Linked DNA regions of Zea mays: region 2 is linked to region 1. Evidence: chromatin contacts called from public Hi-C data. All regions are on one chromosome and are shown on one strand. Each heading gives the region's core, a stretch centred on a gene start, on an enhancer-like site or on the middle of the called end of the contact. The rest is flanking DNA. Distances are from core to core; before and after follow the strand shown. Region 1 holds the start of LOC100217211. Region 2 holds the start of LOC103641022 (adenylylsulfatase HINT3).

Region 1 (6,450 bases), core at 2,961-5,460:
TCAGACACTGTTGATTTGGCCGATCTCGAGGAGTCCGCAAAAAAGGCTGAGGCAATGGCCGCAAAGATAAAGAAGCCAACTAAGGCAGATTATAAAAACGTGCCTAAAAAATATGTGCCGGGCAGACCACTACTCACTTTTGAGAAACTAAGGAAGGTCCCGGCTAATATTAAAAGGTTGCATGATTGGTACATGCGGGCATCTTCAGTTGGCATCGACATCATCAGTGTTAATATACCAGCCCATGCTTTTATTGGTTCAAATCAAAAAGCCGTTGTTGCATTCGAGGACATGTGGTTAATGATGAACCTTCAGAGACTCAACGTGCAACTTGTAACCATATTTGCATTGTAAGTGTCACTCATACTCCACATATATGTGTTATTATTAGTGAGTTGTATAAATTTTCAATATCTGACATGCACGTGTGCGTTGCAGAATGCAACATGATCAACAGGAGATCCTTTATGGTACCAATCCCAATGCTAGTGCCAGTAAAAGGGTTGGGTATCTCAACCCAATAAAGATATGCAAGGATAACCACACTTTTAGAATCGGAAAAGGCAACGAAGCATTACAGGGACTAACAGACGAAGAAATTGAGGTACGTATCCAGGATCTAAAGAAGGATTTTGAAGCAAGATACACCACCTACATAGGACACGCAATGCTTCAATTTCAAGACAGGGAATCCATAGTGGCCTCGTACAACTTTAAGTAAGTGTGATTTTGCATAAATAAAATTAATAATTTCAATACACATGTATCACAAGTTTGATTCGTACAGGGACCACTGGATATGCTTCTTCATTTATCCTAAGGTTGGAAAGGTGTTGGTGCTCGACTCCTTGCACACCGAGCCTTCGGCCTATTCAAAATTCCTCGGTCTCTTAGAGCTGTAAGCCTTTTCTATGCATGCATACTTATATCGATGAGAATTGTAGAATAACATGGTGATTCTATTTGAGATCACAGGGCATTTAGGTTTTATAAACTACGAGGTGGAAAGTACGACACGTCCAAAAAAGGCGTGCCACTAGACATCCATTATAACTGGCCGGTAAGTATGTGAATTTATGAATACATATCATACATGTACGTACATAAGACAACATTGCAACTAAATAACCAATCTTCCGTTATGTAGTGCCACAAGCAACCACCCGGATCGGTCCTATGTGGGTTCTACGTGTGCGAGTTTATGAGAATGAACGGACGATACATCAGGAATCCTGGCAAGGTATTATTAGTAATAGTCACATATGTATTTATGTCATTAAAGATGCAAATGTGTTATTATTGAGTATAAATAGATGATGTTTATAAACTTCCTTTACAGCAATTTCAACAAGGAAGCCCGGAGAATTTGACTGAAGGTGCATTGTATGGCATAGTTGAGGACCTGTGCACATTCATATTGAAATAGGTCATTCCCGCAGAAGGGAAATATCACGATGCTTCCGGAACATTAGCTTTGCCAGAGTTTAGAATACTAACAGAAATTAGTAGACTATCTATCTCTTAGCCGAGATAGTTATTAGAGCTTAAGTGAAAACTTTGATGTATATAATGTGTGATGCATACATGGTTGTAAACAAGACTATGATATATATAAATGTATGATAGAATTTAATTCCATGTTACTTTTAATATCAATACTACATGTTTATCAATATATATGTTTGTGTGTGTAAATATATATAAATTCCAGTACTGATTGAAAATTTAAAAAAGGCGGGAAAACTTCCACTGGCGGCTAAATAAAACAAACCGCCAGTGAAAATAGCATTTCCACTGGTGGTTTTCTTAATAAAACCGCCAGTGGAAATGCTATTTTCACTGGCGGTTTCTTAAGAAAACCGCCAGTGGAAATGACGATTTCCACTGGCCCCTAGCACTGGCGGCACTGAAAAACGCTAGTGCAAACGTCTCTAAAACCGCTACTATAGAGCCTATGTGTACTAGTGAGCAAGAAGAAAGCAAACCCTAGCCGCCCCGCCCCTTTTATAGTGGACGTGCGTCTTCTCGGAAATGTCGCAGCCGCTCATCATCAAAAGGCGCACTCCTACATCACATCTGTAACATCACCAACAACAGTCACATTTTTTTAGGCAACAGTTCAATATCTGATTGAGGGCAGCGTTCGTCCACCTCTTCGAGAGGACTTCGGGATCATCTCAACATGTTGAACCCATCCATCGAGAGGCTTGTGCGGCCTGCATGGGCATGTTTATTTAGTTGCACACATTGCCAATGGAAAGCACATACATATCAGGTGGTAGAGATCAGCATGGGGAGGTGTTCCTTCTGCACTCTGCTAACTGCATGTTGTATTGGGTTGTGCTCTGTAGTAGCTTTGCGGCTTGCATCTGCATGTATGATTAACCATGCTCCATGCATCCTCTACCTTGCCCGCTGAGCCTGAGAGTCGGTCCCCAGCCAGCACTTGTAGCACTCATCAAGCTCTTTCTTACTCAAGTCAGTGCTTAATGCCATGTGTTTTTTTCGGGATATAAGACATGGGTCAGGGAATACTACGTACTATGTACGGACGCGCATGCTCCGATCACAGATCAAGTAGGTGCGGCATTCATTTCATATCGGGCGCCCAAATCTACCGCCCCGTCCCCAACAACAGTTTCAAGTTTGCATTAGTGATGGCAGTCAAAGGCCTTTATGGTTGCGGGCTGGTGGCGCTGAGGGGTGAAGAGCCGAGGAGGTGTGGCAACCACCGGCCTTCTTCATCAATGGGCAGGAACGTGAGAGGCATGCAGGAGGGACGATACATTCACTGTCTGATTGCCGCCTCAGTTTCATTGAAGCTTGCTGTTGCACTGCTTCAAGTACTATACCCAATCTCTCGCTAGCTACCACACCGGTGACCTGTCGCCATTACTAGTATTTATTAACTAACTGATTGACTGATTGCTCAATGCATTTATGCAGTTTAATTTGAGGCTGGCTTCACCATTTTGTATTTTGTCATGTCACCATGCATGCACGGTAGTTTCACATTTCCAATTTTCATTCGACCGCTCATGCATTACCCAGGTAATAGTAATACTAACCCATGCACCACTACTACGTAACTACGATTTCCTTTCTACAATCTGCTGCCGGTGAAGTGCATGTGCCTAATGGAGAAGGCTCAGGGTCTCCAGCGGCTTGACGGCGGCATCGATCCTCCAATGGGCCACCGCCGCAGGCGGCACAGCAGGTGCCAGAGGCTGCACGAACTTGCAGTTGGGGCAGGACGGGGAGGACTTGCACAGCATGACTAGGAGATGGCAGTTGGCGCACGGCACGGCCACCATGCTGCCTCCAGAGAACAAAGTGCCAGCGGGTTTCCTTGGCTCGTCCTCGTCGTCGGAAGCAGCGGCAGCAGCACCGTTGGCGGCACAGTTGTCGATGGCGGCAGCCGTGGAGATGTTGAGGTCCAGGTTCACGCTCTGCACCTGGGGTCTGACCCAGCTCTTCTTCAGCGTCTTCCGGTTGAGGTAATACATCCTCCCAGACTGCATGCATAAAAAAAACACAACACAGCTAGGATCAAAAGGCAGTACAGGTACACGATGATCCATTCATGTTTTTGGACCATGATCTAGCTCGTGAATCGTGGCTCCGATTTTAATGCAGGACACTTCAAGGAATAGGAATAGCTGTCCACTAGCAAAAGGCTTTCTGTCACTACTAATAGCTTTTGTAAACTACGTGTCGGCATATTAAATTCTCACATTATATGCACATGAAAACATTAGATGATTACTGTAGTTTATTGAACTAGAAGCAGAAGGAATAATAAAGAATTGAGATATAGCTGCCGTTCGAGAGAAATTAAAGGTACTCACTTGGAGGTCGAGGCACTGCTCCCAGTCGAGAGGCAGTGGGTCGTTGAGCTGGAGCTCCAGGCTCGCGGGCGGCTGCTGAGGCTCCTCCCAGCTGGCGGTGTAGTGCTTCCTCTTCTTCCGGGAGGTTCCGTCAGACTCGGACGAGGAGCTCTTGGCGGCCAGGTCACCGGCGGCGAAGCCCGGCCACACAGGGCCGAGCGACAGCTCCGGCTGCAGCTCCATTGTCTTGTGCAAGCTCAGGCACCGGGCGGCCTCCTGCTGGAGCTTCTTCACCCTGAGGTACTCGGTGTTCATGGTCGCGTGGCTGGCCGCTGGCACCAGCACCACACCACAGGTCTATTTATATATATGTGGTTCCAGACAGTACCGCTTGGTGTAGGAATAGCTCTTGACAACTGGGTGATGAGAGAAGGTACCGCTTGTTGGTGGTCGTCTTCTCTTCTCCTACGGATAGCACAGCACTGTGGTTTTGATTGATGGGGTCATGCTCATGCTGAGTTCATGCAGGGGAGGAAGGAGGCTTTGAATGGCCTTCATCCAGCCCGCATTAACGGGAGGGCAGGCCGGCATTGAAGGTGGCAAGTAGCTAGAGTGGCCTTAAATGTCGCAAATCTCTCCACCTCCACTCCATTTATTAATAGGCCTCTCTACATGCCCGGGCTGTACGTACACGTCATAATGCCAGCCCAGCCCAGCCCAGGAGAGCCACCACAAAATCTAGTACTACTGTCGCATGGCCTTGCTTGCCCTGCATGTAAGCTCTATGTAGGCTGGTAGGATTTGAAGCGCGTTCAGCGGCAGGAGCAGGTGCAGGTGCAGGTGCCTGGGCAGGGCAGCGGCTGTAACTGAGATGGTGTTGGTGGTTCGCCTGTTCAGAAGGTTGGCAGGAGCTGTAACTGAGGAGTAGTGGATCGGAGTTAAGGCGGTTAGGAGCTCTCCGGCGCCCCGTACGTGAAAAATAGGGGTCTCCAAGACGTGCACATCGCCGGAAGAGCATGGATGAGGAAGATACGTTGCCTGTTGAATTGAAGACGTACAGCCTTACACATTGTATGTGTATCAGACTCAGAATATATACACGTTGGCCTTGAACGGATTCACAAGTTGGGATCGACGACGCTTTACGTACTAACCATCTGTACATCGTCACTTCTTGTAGTATTATTGCCTGCGTGGCACTAATGTAATGGTAAGCAGTGTCCTAGCTATTCATGATAAACACTGCAACGCAATATCTGTGAGGCAGGAAACAACAGTGCACAGAATTTAGTGCACGCAGGGTAGCTCCGATAGACGAAGCCGGTGGTGCACGTCGGCCGGTTGGAAGAGAAGGACATCCGTATCCTCCATCTTCAACAGTACCGATACTGCTACTGCTGATCGTCTCCATCAGCGCTGCACAGGTCTGGAGGTAAGTAATGGCTATGCGTGTGAGCCTCAACAAGGTAGGAGTAGTAGATGCAACTAGCAGCTCGGTGGTTCATGGTCGGCCATGGACACCACTGGAGTGAAGGAGAAATCCACAAGGCAGAAGCACAGCAGAGAGAGAGAGAAGAGCCAGCGCGCGCTCTTCGCCGTGTCATATTAAATCACCCCTTGTACCCTCTGAACTTCATACTTGTGTACCTACGCCCATTAACTCCGCCGTTATTATGAACTGCTTGTGCTTGTGGGTGCGCATTCATGCCTTCTATTCAAGTACTAGGTGTAGGAGTATTGATTTATCTCTTCAACCCCCGGTCCAAATTGATTTCGTTCCCATACTAAAAAAACTATAGAAACAGCTCCGTGGAGTAAATAGCTAGGACAAGACATTAGCAGAGAATAAATATTAGGCTTGTTTTTGTTGGCCCATGTACTCTCCATGTTCACCAGTGCCAACCATAGCAATAAATGCCTCCGTCTCCATGGTTGTTGGGACCGTGTATGAACCAACTCATGTTTTAACATCTTTCTCCTATTGATTTGGTTTCGCCCTTCTCTTCATTTGATTTGACTTTGTCTTTTCTCTTCCACTATAGATTTTTTTAGTGTGGGTTCCATAAGGTTGGATCCAATGTGGTCTATACTGCCTATTGACATAGCCCGGACGGTGGTCGTGTATCGACTGTATTGTCTCTCCATCTATTCGGCTGATCGATCGGTAGGGTTGTTGACCGGTTAGTCGGGTCATACTGATCGGTGCTACTAATTGATCGGCGGGATGTTGATCAGTTAGTCGGGTCATACTAGTCGGTGCTACTAATCGGTCTGTTGGATAGCTAGATCGGTTATACTAGGTGACTTCTGGTTGGACAGCCTAGTCGATATCTACCTGAAGCAAACGGTACCGGTCGTCTTTAGCGATGTGGTGTGTTTTGACAGGTTAGTCGGGTCATACCGGTTGGTGCTACTGATCGGCTGTTTTGGAATGTGTGCCATCTCATTTAACCATTTTTTAATTGTTTGGAGTTTAAAAAAATCATTTAAAAAACTGGAATCTAGCCTATAAATAGAGAGGGTGTTTAGATTCATTCACACCCCTCACTCTCCAATTCGCTTGTCTTCCATTGTATTATAGTCTCCCACTCTATTTGAATGTAGATCCTAGCTGGAGGTCTAA
Region 2 (6,450 bases), core at 1,551-4,050, 450 kb before region 1:
TTTTCTTATTTAGACCTTTTTGGAGCACAAGATTTTCACACTAATCGTACAGAATCAGGCCACTTTCGCAGGAAAACGCAAAAAACAGAAAAAATTCCTAAATTCCAAAGGGCCCTTTATAGTGGCTGTGTGCTAATCGGGAAAAACCATAATATGTGAAACTGGATTAATACGATGATAATTGACTACCCAGAGCATAAACAGAAGAAAATATAGAAGAAAAAACTCCACATAATGTTTACGGTGGAATATAAATATCATGTTGTACCCAGACAATTGCTTATCCAATCAACCACATAACTATCAAGCTCTTCTGCGTTTTTATGATAATGAAACTTACAGTTGGTGGTGTTGTTTGCACTGATGGATAATGACTTTTTGGAATGATAAGGGAATGCCTACAGAGGAAACAGAAAAATAAAGAACATTAATTGAGGGTAAAATACATTAACATGTGATGATGTTACAAATGGCATTACAACAATGCACTAAGCACATGAGCTAAGAGAAAATAAGAGTAATACAAGGTTCAATTAAAAAAATTATTCATTAGTACACTGACATGTGCATCAGCACCAAAAAATTATACTGCATGTCCTAAAGCTCGTATAGTTACAGAATAGGAAATGAACATTGTTAACTAACAGAGCTTTACCAACCAAAAAAATTGTTTATGTTGAACATCACTACTAAACAGGTGCCTTTTGTAGTCAAGACTGATGTAATGCCAATTCCAACTCTAGACATAAGCTTCTCCATACTAATCAGTTCAAAAGGATAGATACTTCCTTAAATAAGCTATAAATAATGCTATAGGTGATACTCCCTTTGTCCCAGAAAAGATGCAATTCTAGAATAGTGCTCAGTCAATCTATCTTAAGTTTGATTAAATTTGTATACAAACATATTAATTCTTATCATTTTTAATAAGTATCATTAGATTTATTATGGAATATATTTTCATAATATACCTATTTGGAGTCTTGAATGCTGATATTTTCCATGAACTCAGTCAAACTTAAATTAGTTCGACTCTGACCAAAGCTAGAATCACATCTTTTCTAAGATGTAGTATTTTACAGTACAACGACAACTGTATGACCAGTGAGCCAACAAAGTGAAGACATGTCATCGAAAGTAGAATTGATGCCTACATGCATTGAAATATCTATTACCCAGATAATAAGATAATATAAAAAGTTTAGCCACCTAAAGAGCTGCATCTCAACTACTACTTTTTGTATGAGTGCCACCGTTGAGGATATATCTGTCCTGATCAAACAATACCACAAGTCTATATAATGGCACTCGAATGAACTCAGCAATGCAAATTCTAGCTTCATGAAAGAGGTAATCTACAGGACTAACAATTGCACAGATTTTAAAAGTACTCATGTCATCTGGTGCATAAATCACAATGTCCAATGAAGGGGCAAGAAGTGCCATTAGATTTTCTTGAAAAAACACTCGAATGATGGCAATCAAACTACAGCAGAGATGTAAGTCCAATAGGGTATCATTCCCAGTTTTTCAGTATTCTACAAATTTACAGCTCAAGGGCAGAAAAGATTGGTTTGCATATAGCATCTATGATTTATCCAAACACTGAAGAGTGAAGACCAAAACATTCAAGTCCAGATTCTAGCAGTAATGTTTTCTTTCGCTTTAGGCATTAATTATGTCATTGTCATCCATTCATTCTAGTGCGAAAACTTGACTATCCGATGGCCTATTCAAAAACTATTTAGTCAATTGCACAAAAAAGAGTCTAGATTACCCCTTTATCGAGCAAGCGATCTCAACTCCTTCAGTACCCAACATACAGACTATTAGTACATATTATTTCAGACATTCTTTGTCAATTCACGTCAATAGAACATAGCAAACAAAGCAATACAAACTTGATGCAGACAAATAACAAAAACTGCATGTTACTCAAACAAAATCAAACACCCAGTGAAAACTCACGTTACACAACAAGTCACTATCTGTATTTGGTTTTAATCGTGGGTGACAAACTCGAGTAACTTAACGAAATTAAGCACACCAAGAACTGAAGTAATGATAGAGCTGACAAGTGAGAAGAGCATTAAACCCTTACCCGCTTGTTAGAGGTTTAGCATCCAGGATGCACAAGCACATATCATCCTCGTAGAGCTGCAAAATGAAGCACACAACAATCCGAATTAATCAATAAACAGTCAACCAGTTCATCAACAACTGACACACGAGGACATCACGAGAGCAAATTTAAAATCCCCACAGTCCACGAAAGTTCTGGAAAAACCAGAATAAATATAGAACGCCTCGAATAGCGACGCAATTACAAGAATGGTTGAACAGGCTGGGAGCGGGAGGCGCCAGCGTGCATACTAACCTTGAAGGCCTGCGCGGTGCCCGCGACGATGTTGCAGAACACGCAGTGCCCGCCACCCGAGGATCCCCCCTTCTCACCTCCTGCGCAGGGCGACGTGGAGAGGCTCAACTGCATCTCGGCCTCCTCCTCGGCTGCGGTCCGGAGGCACTCCACGCTGGCGACGCAGGCGATGGTGCGTGGAGGTTCGCAACACGGGTGGAAGTGGGACAGGAGCACGGCGAGTCGCCGCTCCGGCGCAGGCTGCGATCCCGGCAGCCGCGGCATCTGGGTGAGGAGGGGGTGGTTGCTGGCGGGCGGCGCGGTGCGGGGCTCTGGAGCTCGTTGACGGTGGCGTGGGAGGGAGAGGAAGAGGACAAATGGAAGGAGTGGGAAGATGAGAACATGAGCGAGGGTCGTGCCGTTATAGACTGTGGAGGTCAGAGGTCACTTCTTGTGTGGTCGCGGCGTTTTATCGGGAGATGCGGGACTTCCAGAGTTTTGTGTCGTTGGGATATAAATCCCGCTCGGGATTCGACGGGTTTGGGCGTTTTTTCCCGTTCCCGACAAACGACGGAAACGAAATTCACTGATTTTTTGAAATTTTTCGTTTGAAATTTAAAAAAATATAAAAGTTTTGAAAAGAGTTTATAAAAATTAGAGGTTCTTAGAAGTTCAGAAGTATATTTATTGTTAAAAAAAATCTATATTTTCATACAAACTAAAATTCAAATTCAATTGTTCTGAACCGTTAACCGAAACTCGAACCTATTAATAAAAAATCTCCTATGTACTTCACAGCCTTCACCCGACAACTCCACTCATTTCATTCTCTCTCTTTCTTCCACTCCCTCAGCTTTCGGCTGTCGCAAGTGACACTAATGAGAGATCTCGCCCAAAATACATCGAGATTCGGTCAGATTTCATCGTTTCTTGACAAGAAAACACCGGATTCTGACATATCAAGCGAGGGCGCGCCAGCTTTAGACACGGACGAGATTCGGCACACTAACGACAAGATTCGTTGATAACTGCTCGGTAATCACTGTTTTCCACTCGTTTTTAGGTTTGTGCACATTTATTAGTAGTATTATATGTTCAGTGGTAGAAGATGACGATTGGTGTACATTTGTTAGTTGATTTTTTGAAAATAGTTGATAATTCATAGTTCAAATCTATTTGTTAATTGTTATTATGACATGATAGTATAGTTTCACAATTATTTGTATTGTTGTAGGCGAGGTAATATAGTTCAATGTTTTCAGACAATTATTTGCATTGTATTTGGCATTTTAAATCTATTTGATAGTGAGCAACATATATTCCTTACTAGTATATTGTTATATATGTTACTGGTATTCCTTACTAGTCGACAATTGTTAGTTTGTATTTTTTAAAATACACTTTTTAGGGGCGAATGCCGTAGCACTAGTATTATTCCCGATATCCTAACCCTAGTGATGTGTCATTTGCTCACCCCGTGTCTTTCTATTGATGTAGGATGGAGGCCTGGAGAACATGTGGCTCATGGATTTCGGCTGTTCGCACCACATGACCGGAAGCTCCAAATATTTCTCTAGCCTCGACCCCGTGATTGGTAAGGAATACATCACATTCGGGGATAAGTCGAGAGGTGGTTGTCTCTCGTGGCTCCATTCGAGTGAACGGGAGTTTTGTTCGCAAGGATGTTGCTATGTTTTCAAATTTGCATTTCCATCTGCTTTCTGTTTCGCAATTCCTTGAGGATGACTATGAAGTGTGTTTTAAGAGGGGTCTTTCTCGTGTTTTGGATGCAAAGGGAGATCTTGTTTGCCAGATTTCTTCATTTGGACGAGTTTTTCGAGCTGGTTTTTCTCATCCTGTCTGCTCCTCTCGATGTCTTTTGGCAAGCTCTTCCTCTTTGATTTGAAAGTGACATAGGAAGCTAGGTCATTTGAGCTTTGATCTTTTGTGTTGACTAAGCTCACTTGGTTCATCCAAGAATTGACCAAATTAAAATTTGAAAATATCTTGTCCATCACCCTTGCCGTCATGGCAAGATGGTTGCTACTTCCCATTCCATGGTTGTCACACCCGGTTTTAGAAGGCAAATCGAATGCGAACCATGTACGTGTCAGGATCAGCAACTCACGTACACAACAATTTACATAACCGGACATCATCACACAATGCTCAAATAATAACATCATCACACAATTTGTTACAAGTGGATTAACATGTTATCACATACAAATTAGAGAATAAAGCTCTCCAAATCGTGCTGTCAGAACTTCTGATGAGGATTACCATGGTACAGTAACTGAAAAAGATCCCAGGTGCAGTGCACCTCGCCGCTGGTGACCCCACGCTCGGATTCGCGCCGACGTTGTGATTCGCGCCCCTGGGCGTCCGGATAACGACTCGGGGTGAAACATCTTTAGCACAGGATGAAGTCGGAGCACTGTGGCCGCTTTGTCACCTCATCCACTTACGTCGCGACGTGGCTGGTGGCCGTCGCGGTGATGATCGCTGTCAACCTGAGCACGCCACACTACTGCCTTGTTACCACGTCGTCGTAGGTCGCTATAGACGGCCTATATATCGACTGAGTCGTTGCTCCAGTGAATGCCACGGTAACCCGCGCCAGTGAACTTCCCCTCTCTCCAGCCGCCAGCACGCCTTCTCCAAATTGGACGCCACCGCTGATGAAATTTATAAATTGATGCCCCAGTGAGCTCCGCTAGGTTATTACGCACCTAGTGCACCAGCTCTCGCCTCTGATCGTCCACCATAGCCTCCCAATTTCCCTTTCCCCCAAATCGGGTTTCCGCGCCACCGTGAACACCTCGCCGTGGCTAGCTCTTTGCGGGTGAGTTCAAGCTTCTTGGCTCGATGTTCTAGCCCCCCTAAGTCTCCTGTTGCTCGTAGACCCTTTTGACTGAGCTAGACCTCCCTGAATCGCCAAGAACACCTCGATTTCCCCTTGGGTTTCGCCGTCGTCGTGGGCAGAAAGGCTCCGGGCGGGAATTGTGCAATTGATGGTCGGCCTAGGGTTGCCAGGGGTAGGATTAGGTGTCGACCAAGTTAGAGCACCGGTGGTTACGCATCTCGGCTGGTACAAGTTCACCGGAGGGCGCGTTCATCGTCGTTCACGTCGTGGACTTGACGCTGTGAAGAAATAGAAGTAGGAGGGGTTTTACGCAAATGTCAATGAAACATAGGAATAGTGCCGCGACCTCTTTTTCTGGTTGTTCAAATCAACAGGGACCTTTGTGCAAAGTCGCCAGCGCGGGCGCGTTTCCTTGTTCGTGGACCGACTCGGGCTGGTTTGAGCACGTTACTATTCATTCCTTTTCTTTTTCTTTTTCTGCCAGACTTAGGAGACTTATAGAAAAATCTAGAAAAATTATAAAATCATGAGGCCAATTTTACTAGACTCCTAAATTCCTCTAGTATTCAATAAAAATAATTCCAAGATTTTTAGCACCAACCATGAATTATTTAGCATTTAAGAAGACCTAAACCTAGTCTTTTGTAATTTTAGAAATTACTTGATAGCTCCAAAAATCATAAAACTTTTTGGGTAAGCTTAATATAATAATCAAAGCCCTTGGGTAAAGTTTGGTATGTTTTGCACATTATTGGATCCCAAACCCAAAACCCTAGCTTCCTAGAATAGAACTTGCCTAACCCTGATAGGGTATTAACCTAGGAAACCCTAATGACTTAGGAGTACCATGAAGGAAAGTTATATTCAAGATATAACTTACTATGTTCTATCATAACTACATGATCATAGCATCACATGGGCATTTATGTGTATATATTGTTATGTTTAGAAAACGAAGAAGTAGTTGTTGAAGAGGAAGTTGCACCACCGACTGAAAATCCACCTGTCGGGGACAGTTTCTACTTTGACATTTGTGGAACAGATCCCGAGTCCCCTACGACACAAGGCAAGCCCCGATGCATTTACCCCTTCCTTATTGTTTTAAATTCTTTATCACTTGAAATGATGCATTAGGTGATAGGAGTTGAGTGCTACACAATTGCTGCATTTCCTACCTTGAAATTGATTACCATTCCTTGATACCTATTGTTGGGGACTTGTTCTCAAA

The links. Hi-C and Micro-C count contacts between places; a contact is called where the count stands out from the background.
Region 2: a Hi-C map of ear shows a contact between it and region 1, with 2.4 times the contacts expected there. The contact joins the promoter of LOC103641022 here to the promoter of LOC100217211 in region 1. A contact is called at or near these places in 3 of 25 Hi-C or Micro-C datasets (ear, root tip and tassel).

The regions. Positions count from the first base shown.
Region 1 is chr10:37,861,673-37,868,122 of Zm-B73-REFERENCE-NAM-5.0, reverse strand. LOC100217211 reads right to left here and starts at 4,210. Exons shown (of 2, transcript NM_001143568.3): 1 at 3,849-4,210; 2 at 2,939-3,515. The coding sequence starts at 4,142. The coding sequence ends at 3,135.
Region 2 is chr10:38,309,473-38,315,922 of Zm-B73-REFERENCE-NAM-5.0, reverse strand. LOC103641022 (adenylylsulfatase HINT3) reads right to left here and starts at 2,800. Exons shown (of 7, transcript XM_008664437.3): 1 at 2,378-2,800; 2 at 2,102-2,157; 3 at 341-398. The coding sequence starts at 2,641.